Regions from separate parts of the Mus musculus genome. Here region 1 is linked to region 2. The links are chromatin contacts, called in public HiChIP or PLAC-seq maps. All regions are on one chromosome and are shown on one strand. Each heading gives the region's core, a stretch centred on a gene start, on an enhancer-like site or on the middle of the called end of the contact. The rest is flanking DNA. Distances are from core to core; before and after follow the strand shown. Region 1 holds the start of 2610017A05Rik (a long non-coding RNA gene). Region 2 overlaps Tmtc1 (transmembrane and tetratricopeptide repeat containing 1).

Evidence for each region. HiChIP or PLAC-seq counts read pairs in DNA pulled down with a chosen protein or histone mark.
Region 1: a contact with region 2 is called in an H3K4me3 HiChIP or PLAC-seq map of the 230-238 cell line, with 9 read pairs. The contact joins the promoter of 2610017A05Rik here to the enhancer-like site in region 2. A contact is called at or near these places in 5 of 115 datasets of contacts at active chromatin or transcription factors (the 230-238 cell line, bone marrow-derived macrophages, embryonic basal ganglia and 2 more) and 2 of 9 other capture datasets (liver and pancreatic islet).

Annotation. Positions count from the first base shown.
Region 1 is chr6:148,829,263-148,834,922 of GRCm38.p6, forward strand. 2610017A05Rik (a long non-coding RNA gene) reads left to right here and starts at 2,358. Exons shown (of 2, transcript XR_869626.1): 1 at 2,358-2,446; 2 at 3,603-3,852. Ipo8 (importin 8) reads right to left here and starts at 2,205. Exons shown (of 25, transcript NM_001081113.1): 1 at 1,902-2,205. The coding sequence starts at 1,985.
Region 2 is chr6:148,271,596-148,277,281 of GRCm38.p6, forward strand. All of the region lies in intron 11 of Tmtc1 (transmembrane and tetratricopeptide repeat containing 1), which reads right to left. Among named protein-coding and RNA genes, the nearest start is that of Gm52483, 29 kb to the left of the region's middle. Within about 2 kb of position 3,631, at least 19 of the 459 cell types and tissues checked have an H3K27ac peak or open chromatin away from gene starts, as enhancers often do. A contact at or near this core is called in the 230-238 cell line, where this site is marked.

The DNA.
Region 1 (5,660 bases), core at 1,108-3,607, 560 kb after region 2:
TCCTGTTTTGGTTTGATTTTTATGGTTCTGGAGATGAGCTTAGGGCCTCCCACTGTAAAGCAAACTACAAGTAACAAGGAAAACGATCTTCTGATGAGACAGAATTTGGATTAAATTAATATGAAGAGAACACAGGATTGAACCTCTCCTGGTTCTGCAGGCTTCAAATCTTTTCTGTTTCCATAATATCAACTGCACTCATGTGTTGACAAATCAGGAAAAAGCAAGGTTAGGCTATGGGCAGAAAGTATAACATGGCACCAATGTTCCATATTAACACTACCAAAGGGATATCTGGTCCTGTGGTAAACGCAGTGTCAAACAGGCAGCCTCCCAGTGTACAGCAGCAGGATGTAGTCTAGCCCTTATGGCATTTTTATTAACTAAACCCTGATGACTGTTATTCTAGACAGTATTCTACAAAGTCTGGGACAGATACTGACACTAAGTGTCTCTTATTCTGGGGTGACAGTCCTTTCCTTTTTGAGACATCAAAGCATCCTTTTTGGCCATTCAATTCAACAAAACCTTGTGTGTGTTAGGATTACAGGACTGAGCAGAGTTGGAAATCACATAGGTAAGGCCTCAGGAATTCTTGGTTGAACACTCTACAGCCGAGCCAGATAGATATTAACAGGGTCTCGACTTTCGTTCTTACCTCTTGAGGATCCTGGATTCACGTGTCCCTCAAACACCACAGATTGTCAGTTAATATTTCTCTTTCAAGATTCAAAACATCTTTTATAACAAAAACAAACCTCTACTAGGGCAAACACACTGGCCAAGAAGAATCCTTATACTTCAGGAGGCACAGAATTGCCTGGGGAGCCACTTAAAACACAAACTTGTTTCTATTCCCAGGTTTTCAGGTTCTTTACATCAGGGATGAAGCCCATAATTTGCATACCCAACCGTTTTCAGAGAAGCATAGGCCACTGGTCTTAGCAACCCCTCAAGATCCACTAATTAAGGAATATCCCTTCACACTTGTAGCAAGCTCAATTGTCAAGCCATGTAAGGAAATTTTAATTTGTACATTTTAGTAAGAGGATGATAGTCCCTCTTACATGAGCAGAACCAGAGCTTGTGATATTACAATTCTGAAAGGTTGGGCCAGATGTGGTAACACACACCTTTAAACCCAGCAGACTAGAGGCAGAGGCAGAAGCAACAGGCAGATTTATGAGTTCCAAACCAGCCTGTTTAACACAGAATTCCAGGTTAACCAGAACTACACAGTGAGACCCTGTCTCTGAAATGAAAGGAAGAAAAAAAAGGAGGAGGAGGGAGAAGTATGGTATGGACAAAAAAAAAAAAAAAAAAAAAAAAAAAAGACGAGAGTAACACTGGAACAATGAATGTCTAGACTGCTTAGAAAAATGGAAAGCAGCTAAAGCAAAGTCACACACATTTCAGTATTCCAAAGAAATGCCTCAAATATTGTATTACTGGCCGGCCCAGTCTTTGAAATGGTACGGGGAAACCGCGTGCCCTTCCTAGAACTCTCTCGGACAGTGCTGCCCAGCGCTCCAGCAATACTGTGCCATGATCCACACTGCCACCGCCAGAAGCAGGCGAGGGGCAGGGTTTCCGACAGCAACACCTGAAAAGGGCGGGTCCGGAGAAAAGCTAGCTTAGCTTTGGTGAATTTTCCCACCGCGTCTCCACGTAAGCGCATTAAAGGAAAAGAAAACACACCCAAAGACCACTATCAATGGTTTCGTAGCTTCTTTGTGCTATGTGTCCAAGAGAACTGAGCAAGTGCACCAAGAAAAGGACAGATAGCCAACAGGTGCTCCAGTTGCTCCGCAGGGGTCCTGGTCTCAGGCTGGGGTTGGAGGAGAGAGGGAGAGAAGGGAGAAGAGTAGGAAAAAGAGAAAGAGGGGCAGCCCCTCGCTCACCTGGTTAAGCTCCGTCTCAGCTGCAATTCTCAGCTTTGGGTCGATAGTGCCCTTCAGCGCCTGGATGATCCGATTGAGGTCCATGTCCGCGGGCGGGAGCTCGGGTCCCAGAGCCAGCAGGCCGGGTTGCAGCCGGGATGTCTCCTGGCCCTTTTTGGCCCCCTCTACCTCAGGGGACCACCTCACCCCCACCCCCTGCCGCTGCCACCACCGCCTGCAGCTACTTGCTGCGCCACTCTGACTCCGCGCCCCCTGTCCTCCCTCCTTCCCCCCGACAACTCTCTCTCCATTCACCTTTTACGACAGCCGGTGGGAGGTGGAAGAGGAAACGGAGACTCCTTTACGGCTGCCTCTTCCCCTGGCGTGCTGCACTGACCAGCACCCGCCAGAGACGCCATGATGCTCGTCTCAGGAGCCGGCATTCATTGCACAGCGGTGCTGCTACAGGAAGTCGCTCAAGTTTGTTCCAAACACCAGACTCCCGCAGACGGCCGCCATGATGCGGTACGGAAATCCTAGCTTGTCCACCCACTGGTGTGACCAAAGTAAGTTAATTGGCCTGGCATCTATTTACAGTTGTTGCAAATTAGGCATATCTAAAGGGAGTGGTACTTTTTGTTCGAGAACTCTGAACATCACAACTGAGCTGTTTCAAGACAAACTTACTGGAATCCTGAACTTACGTAGCTTACAGAAGAGGTTTCCTTTAATGTTTGAGCGCCACCCTTTATCCTGCCATTCATTCTTTGAACATTTGTTAAAAATGTTTACAGACAGGCACCATGTTATAATAACAAGATAAAATTTAATGCAGGTTTGTATGTATGAAAACTCAAAATCTAATAGATAATCAAATGTGTGTGTGTGTGTGTGTGTGTGTGTGTGTTTCTCTTTAGAGTGTAAAAACACAAAAATGCAGTAGTCAAGGAAACTATATGACCAAAAGTGCCCAAAATGTCCAGACTTTCACTGTGAAAGGCAAGAAGGGTTATGCTGTTTCCATCTACAACTGCAAAGCATACAAAACATAAAGTAAAGATGATTGTGGGCAAATGCTGCTGAGATGTGATCCTCCAAGGAGCATATAATTACGATGTATTGGTTCAATTAAATTTAAGAACAGTGTAGAAAATGAGACAGGATGTATGCTATATGACTGATTGCTTCCAGCAATGCCCATTTCAGTCCATTATGCACACAGCCATCAGAATGAAAAATGCATTTTCAATTTGAAATGTTACCTTTGCTACCTGCACCCCCAATTTCCTTTACTTATGATATCAACTCTAATAGACCTTTGAGTGGAAACATCTAGTTTCTTTGGAAAGTTATGTCAAATGATGGTTTGCAGGAGCACACAGGTGGATGTCAGTGCTAAAGCAGACACAGGTAAAAGGATATTTTGCTGGAGCAGACACAGGAAAAAAGTTTTTCCTCTAGCAGACACAGGTGAAAGGATGTCTTGATATAGCAAACACGTGAAAGGATGCTTGATGAAGGAGTATAAATATGACCCCCAAAGACAGTGGGAAACAAGCAATGAGCGTTGGTTTGCTCTGCCTTGCTAACACTCTATGAGCCTTCTATTGTTGCGTTCAACTTGTGGTAACACCAGCACTGAGAAAAATTCGTCCAAGAACTGCTTGTGAAGTTCCTGCAGCAGCTAGTAGCTTCTGCTGGTGAACCTGGCAATTTCTTCAGGATTGAACAACAGCTTCTGGTTCCTGCCTAGTGTCTGCCTGCCTAGAGAACTGGTCTGCAGCTGCTGAGTCTTATTTGGTGATTGCTACAGGACTGAACTACTGAGAAAGATCAAGCTCACCCACAAAGAAATACTGCTGAACAGGCTCACTCTCCCCGTACCCTAATAACTTTTCTCTTCCACTACTTCTGCTGGATGGTGGGCTAAAGGAGAGGGTGAACTCTTATTAAAGTAGGTTGCAAAAAATTATTACAAGCCTTTTTCACTGTTTTTGATACAAGATCTCTCTTCATAGCCCAGGCTGGTCTCAAACATGGGGCAATCCTGCTGCTTCAGCCAAGTGCTGGTATTCCAGCCATGAGCCTCACTTCAATGTCCTCTTTTCTACTTAAAGCCTATTCTCCTGTCTTTCCCTTTAAAATTTTACACTTGTTCTCCAACTCACTCATTCCTCTACTATTGAACTATTCATTCCTGACTACACATCATTTCCTGCTTTCCAACTCAACTACTGAAGAGTACCTTTGACCTATTGGGCTCATTGATAACACTATGTGTGTCTAAGGGAAAGAACACGTGTTTGTAATACAGCTTTTTCTCTTCATACTCAGTGATCAATCCTGTTCCTTGTTTTTAACCAGCACTATTCTCTCATTCCCTCAGTACCTGTTCTGAATCCTTCAGGACTTTTCTCGGGTACCCCACTCCATCTTAAAAAAAAAAAAAAACTACAAAAATGAGCAAAGCCCTGGCAGCTCCATTCACCCATTCCCAGATTCACCTGTGTACCTGTGCACCTCATTCCCTACATCCTGAATGGAATCTCTCCCATCTTCTCCAGAGTCTGGCTCCATAAACTCCACCTCTATTTTAAATATTTTCTCATTAAAATAAATTTGGTGGGCTGGAGAGGTGACTCACTTATCAAAAGGGCCTGGGATTGATTCTCAGTACCCACAAGTTGGCTCAAAACCATTCATAACACTGGTTCCAGAGAATCTAATACCCTCTTCTGACCTCATCAGGTACCAGGCATTCACAGTTATACAATCAAGCAAAACCTGTAAAGTAAATCTTTTAAAAATTGACATAAAAATAAAATAAAGTTGGGCTATTTATTACATGTTCTTTGCTGACAATTTCTTAAGATTTCTTTTTTCCTAGATGTCCGCCCTCTTTCTCCCCAACTAACTCAACTTCAATTTCTAAGTCCTTCCAGCTGCACAGAAAGATGGGGTGAGAGAATCACCAACCTGGACAAGACAGCTAAACACCAACTTAAAAACATAAAAAACATTAAAAAAAAAAAAAGGAAGAACTTTAAAACCTTAACTAATGATGTCTTAGTTAGGGTTTTACTGATGTGAACAGACACCATGACCTAAGCAACTCTTATAAGGACAGCATTTAATTGGGTCTGAGGTTTAGTCCATTATTTATCATCAAGGGAGCGTCCCAGAAGGCATGGTGCAGGCAGGGCTGAGAGTTCTACATTTTTATATAAAGGTCACTAGGAGAAGACTGGTTCCCACATGGTTAGGATGGTCTCATTGCCCACACCCACAGTGACACACTTTCTCCAACAAGGCCACACCTCCTTATAGTGCCACTCCCCAAGCCAAGCATATTCAAACCACCACAAATGCTAATTCTTCATTTTTTTGCTTTTGTTGCAATGAGTGTTCTTCACTAATTCTCTTTTCTTTCCATCTACTATTCAAGCAGGTGTCCCCACACTTCTGGCTTTGTTTCTACTGAAACTGACAGGTAAAGATCAGCACTGGTCCCTTCAGAGACCAAATGGAGGAGCTGTTTTTCATTCAATTCTTCATATTAAATTATCTCCTTTTGGTTGGCCCTTTACTTTATTCTGTTTATTAATTTTTTTCTTATTTCACATATGAGTATTTTGCCTGCATATATGTATGTGCACACAGTGCCCAAAGAGACCAAAAGAAATTGTCAGTTCCCCTGGAATTGGCGTTATAGATGGCTAGATCACTGTGAGCCAGCATATGGGTACTGAGAATTAAGCCTAGGTCCTCTGGATAAGCAAC
Region 2 (5,686 bases), core at 2,381-4,880:
CCTTCCTTGTAATGGAGTGATTGTGTCATATCTTAAGGGCCAAGTGCTTTTGCATCTAAATAAAAACAACAGAAGGCAAAACCTTTAAACTCAGGTATAAGGGAATAAACCCTGATACTGCAAGAGTAAATAATACAAAAATATACAAGGGTAAATACATTTTAGTCCTTCAGAGGCTGCTTATATACCTTCTGACAAGGGATCTTCCTTGGTGGGAACTATGTTGAGGTCTGACATCCCACCAGTTCCTGTTCAGTTTACAGCTGGTGTGAGGCCCCTCAGGGAGGGATCTTGTCAAATATCTTTGGACCTGAACCTAAGTAAGACTGCCTCGACCAAGAAAAAATGGAAGTTACACGACATATCACCATAAAAGAACACCTGATCTTGGCCCTTTCTCCCATTTTCTGTCATATCCACTTAGCTTGATACAGTTCTTAGACTCTTGAGAATAGTTCAGACACAAAATTTAACATGCAATGAAGTAAAAGCTAGCCTTCCTAAAATGAAAATAAAAATAAAAAGTAGGGTGGAGTATGTTTTAGCAAACTAAATTACTCAGATTAAGGGGGCGGGTCAATTCAGTCTTTTATTCATTATAGTAGAACCGACATGCAGTCAGCCTTTTCTGACTGTTCTGGACAAACTAACAGGCTTTTGTCACACACCTGCAGAGCAGCCCTTCAATGCAGAAAAAAAAAAAATCCAAGACAATGCTCATCCCAACCCCAACATGTGCTAATGCAAGTGACATTTTCCCATAAGTCAACTCATTTAAAATTCCTTATGTAGTGTATAGCATAGGGGAAAGGGAGCCTGGGGGAAATGAACTAAAGCAGTAGATCTCTCCCTCCCTCTCCCTCCTCTCTTTTTCCTGTCTCTCTCTCTTTCTTATACACACACACTCACTCACACACACACACACACACTCACATGAAACACTTGTCCTCTTAGGTGTTAAAAGGCAAATTACTCCTGTTGATCCATTTGTTTTCCTGAATAATATATTAGTCATACAACCCTCAGCAAATAAGCAAATTGTTATGAATTAGAACCTCTATTTAGAATATTTTTATTATTTTCTCTGAGCAATTCAGTTAAATTATGCTCTAATATGAACCAGTTCTCAGAGGGAGAAATGAAATCAATGCAACATGTAAAAATGTTGGCTACAGAGATACTTACTCACTCCAAAAATGTTGACTTCTATCTTAACATCATCTTTACTGTCAGGTCCAAAAGAAACTCCATACAAATGGCTCTCTGTGATGACATTAGCATATAAAGTGCATGGGCTTCCCTCCCCAGGTTCTCATTCCCTCATCATCCTGCTATTTTAACTATGTGCTCTTTTGGCCCCTCTTCCTTGGTCTCCTTTGCCCTCATTCTCTTTGTTTACCTCTCTTGCTCCCCACCCCTCCTTACAACCAAGTCCAGTTGTTCTGTCCACTACTTCCTTTCCCTGTTCTGGACTCTTCTGGATGGCTCTGGCTGTACACTCTTCCTCCTATCTATAATAAAAATTCTCCCCTCAACTATACTTTGGAGCAATCATGTCCCCAGTTAGTGTTAGAGAAGCACACTTTGTATGGGAACAAGCTAAAGTCAATAACTCTCAGTAGCCTATAAGATGTGAATTCCCAATTTATGGGTTACTGTTAGTAAGGTTTGTGTGGGTATGTATGTATGTGTGCATGTACGTATGTCTGTGCAGGGGAGGTTGCTTAGCGTCCTGCTCTATCACTTTCTGCCTTACTTCTTTGAGACAGGGTCTTTCCCCAAACCTGGACCTAGGCTGACAGCCAGTGAGCCCCACGGATCTAGTCTCCACCTGCACAGTGCTGGGCTTACAGGCAGAAGCAGCCATACTTGGCTCTTTACGGGAGTGCTGGGCCCTGAACTCAGGTTATCATGCTTGTTCATTAAGAGCTTTTACCCACTGGTGCCATCTCTCCAGCCCCTGTCTGTAAAAGCTCACAGATACAGCTATTTTGGACTAAAGTTTGGATTTGTATTTTGTTTCACTGATGTATTTGAAAATTTTAAAGTTAAGGATGTTATAAAATTTTAACATTTCAGTACCTTAGCAGTAATTTTATTGTTCAAATAACATCAATTCATATGCTATAGTTCACTACACTCTTTCAAAGCATACACACCAGGCCAAGTGTCTAATTTTCATGCCACAAATTAATTTATTTGAAGTTAAATACCCTAAGGTTGGATGTTTATTTTCTATTTCTTGTTGAAAAAAATTATAGAAATGTGACTAGGAAAAATATACCTCTGCGATTGAAGCTCAATTTCACTGGACTGGAGTAGTACAAAATAAGTGTCTCTTCAGAAGTCAATAGACTGTTAATTTTGCATATATTAAGTGTTTGGTTTCTTCTATGCCATAAATTCAATTATTCTGTCACTAATTGGCCCCTGAGAGAGACTGCTAATCTTCCTGGTCAGTTTCTTTGATTGTCTGAAGTGATTCCTGGCACCCAGCAACCGGCTCTGCTGCTTTACCTTTGGCTCATGTGCTCCTGGAACTGTGTCGTGATAACAATTCTTAGCATGAACACACACTGTCTGGTGATTGAGTTAGGGACAACAGTGGGCAGAAAGGTATGTCTGTGTTCTTAATAACAACTTTCAGCTTAGGAGAGCATAGGGTGTTGTGGTGGTTTGAATATACTTGGTCCAGGGAGTGAGTGGCAGTATTAGTAGGCGTGGCCTAATTGGAGAAAGTGTGTCACTGTGGGGGTGGGCTTTGAGACCCTCATAGCTGCTGGAAGCCAGTCTTCTGTTGGCTTTCAGAACAAGATGTAGAACTGTAGAACTCTCAGCTCCTTTAGTACCACACTTGCCTGGATCCAGCTATGCTCCCTGCCATAATGATAATGGACTGAACCTCTAAACCTGTAAGCCCCAATTAAATGGTGTCCTTTATAAGTTGCCTTGGTTATGGTGTCTGTTCACAGTAGTAAAACCCTAAGACAGGTGAGAAGGGCACATATTCTGAATGGCTATCCTGACCGCTAGGGACCATTACTGGCATACAACTGGAAGTCGGTAGGCTGTGGAATATCTAGTAATACCCTGGTCAGTCCTGGATGTTCTGCCCTCATTGCTTACAGCTCTCTGAGAAGTACCACTCACCACGATGGTGCTGTCGCTAAGCATCCTGTGACTGAGTGCTGGACACTGCCATCATGCAGGCTTCCTCTCCACAAGTATTTATTAAGCACCTACAGTTGGCCACACCCTCTGCCAATGGTCCAGAACATCGAGATAATTGCCCTTGCTGCCAGGCAGTAAAAGAGGAAACAGTGAGTCTGGGGGAGCATGGAGAACATGTATGACTGGGCCACCTCGTTCCTCAGGTATTCCACAGTGAAGATTTCAAAGGAGGGACAGTGTTGATGGGGACTAGAGCCTGATGATGGAGAAAAAGGGAGAGAAAGGAAGGTGTTGTGAAGGCTAATATTATGTTTTAAGTTTTAATTGCTTTGCTTAAGAGATCTATAAAACAGAAATGCCTCTAACCTGTAAGCCCCACTTGCCCAAGGATAGTTAACTTCCTGGAGTGCTGGGGGCTGTGGTTCAGGTCATGATAATAAGCCACGGTATTTTCACTTCCATAAACAAGGCTGGGTGCCCCAACTGCACAGGATGTGCTTCATTATAGCTACATAGGCACACATGCAGGAAGTATGTCAGGATGTATGTGTGTTCCTGATTGAACAAAGGAGGTAAGTATGAAGCTTTGCGGGTTTTGCTTTTATAAGCACCCGATTAACGTAATTTGGGGCCATTCTCTGAGATCCAGGCCACTGTCCATCTTCCTAGCCAGCCTTTAAAAGCTTGCTTCAAATTTGCCTCAAAAATTGTGGTAGTGGTCTTATTCTCACCCAGTGGGATTAATAGTGTTCTGTATGAATACAGTCCATGAATGAAGCTGTGTGAGATTTCTGAGCGCTTGTAACAACATTCCAAGTGAGCAAGACAGGAGTCTGGTAACCTCTGTTCTTTTATAACACGGATTTGTTCTTGAAGTGTGCTTTCCTGTCCTTCTCAGGTGTAATAACAGGAGTGAGCTTTATTTCAGATTACCCATCTTCTTACCCATTATTATTCAACATGATACTGTCCTTGTGACTATTTACAGCCTAAGCTCATGTGACCTTGCACAGAACTTGAACATAAGTGAAGTTGCTCACATGACTTTGCCTAATCCCCAGAATGCCCTCAGAATGTAAATTACTTGATGCTCTGATTAAAGTTGACTATTTATTACATGTGCCTTTAGTCCACCTCAGTTTTAGGCTCCACTCTCCCAAGTTCACACTGCCAAATAGATGGCGCTATTCCATGGAAAGGAAGCAAGGCTAAAGAACTTAGGGAACCAAAGACAGTTTACGGAGACTAGTGGGCAGTTTCTGCAGAGAACGTGAGTAACTGGGTGTGTAGTACAGGAGAAGGGTCTGGAAATGCCCTGTAGCCTGCCAGGCAGGTGGCTGTGATAATGGGAAGACAGACGATGCAGAGACAAATCTGAGGGCTGACAGGACATGAAAGAAAATGAAGGCCCAAAAAGAAAGCCCAGAAGAAGAGAGGAGGGGAGAACTGTTTATTAAGGGTTTGGAAGAGGGAGAATACTCTACAGAAATATCTGGTAAACCAGCAGCATGTATCACCATGCTAAAACCCAACCAGGTAAAGGGTGTCCAACTTGAAGATGAGGGTGGGTCAGAAAAGTCAAGTGCTCAGATACTCAGGTGGTTCCACAGGCCCACATGGGAGGCAGCTGGTGACCTCAGAGAGCAGTTCCAGGGATCCTAGGGAGAGGGTCTGTGGAAGCAGGAGGGACACAAGGAAGATACTGTAGATGTCTAGGAGATTATGTCACTGGGAGCAAAAAGGGAATAGAATCAACAGCCCACATGGCAGTCAGAGAAGAAATCGAGACAAGCTTATGTGTGGAGTTGTTTAAAATTGGAGCAACTAAAGAATATTTATAAAGCAACAGAAAGTGCCAGAAGGACAGTCACAGCAACAGAGTTAAATAAAGGATTGCTAGTCAGATTATCTCAGTGCTGGATATTATGGGATCCTGGGCAAAACTTAAGGAAGAAGCAGAGCAGCAGATACACTGGTGGATAAAATGCTCACTGCTCATGTGTAAAGACCAGAGTTTGGATATCCAGAATCCACATAGATGTCAAGGGGATAGAGAGACAGGGAGTTCTCAGGGCAAGCTGGCTGGCTAGACTAGCTGTATGACTTCTGTGAACCCAGAGGTCCAGGCTCAGTGAGTAAGTTGGACCTTGTTTAAGTTACTTTTGTATTGCTATGGTGAGACACCATGGCCAAGTCAAATTATAGAAGAGGAATTTATTTGGAGCTTACGGTTTCAGAGAGTTAGAGTATATGACCATCATAATAGCGAGGCAGACAGACAGGCATGGTGCTGGAGCAGTAGCTGAGCTTGAAACACAACCAGAAGGGAGGGAGGGAAGGGGAGAGGGAGAAGGAAGGGGAGAGGCAGAGGGAAGGGGAGAGGTAGTGAGAAGGATAGAGATTGAGGGAAGGGGAAAGGGGAGAAGAGAGGGAGGGGGAGAAGGTGATTGACTCTGAATGGTCAAAGTCGACCCACAATGACACACCTCCTCCAACAAGGCCATGCCTCCTAATC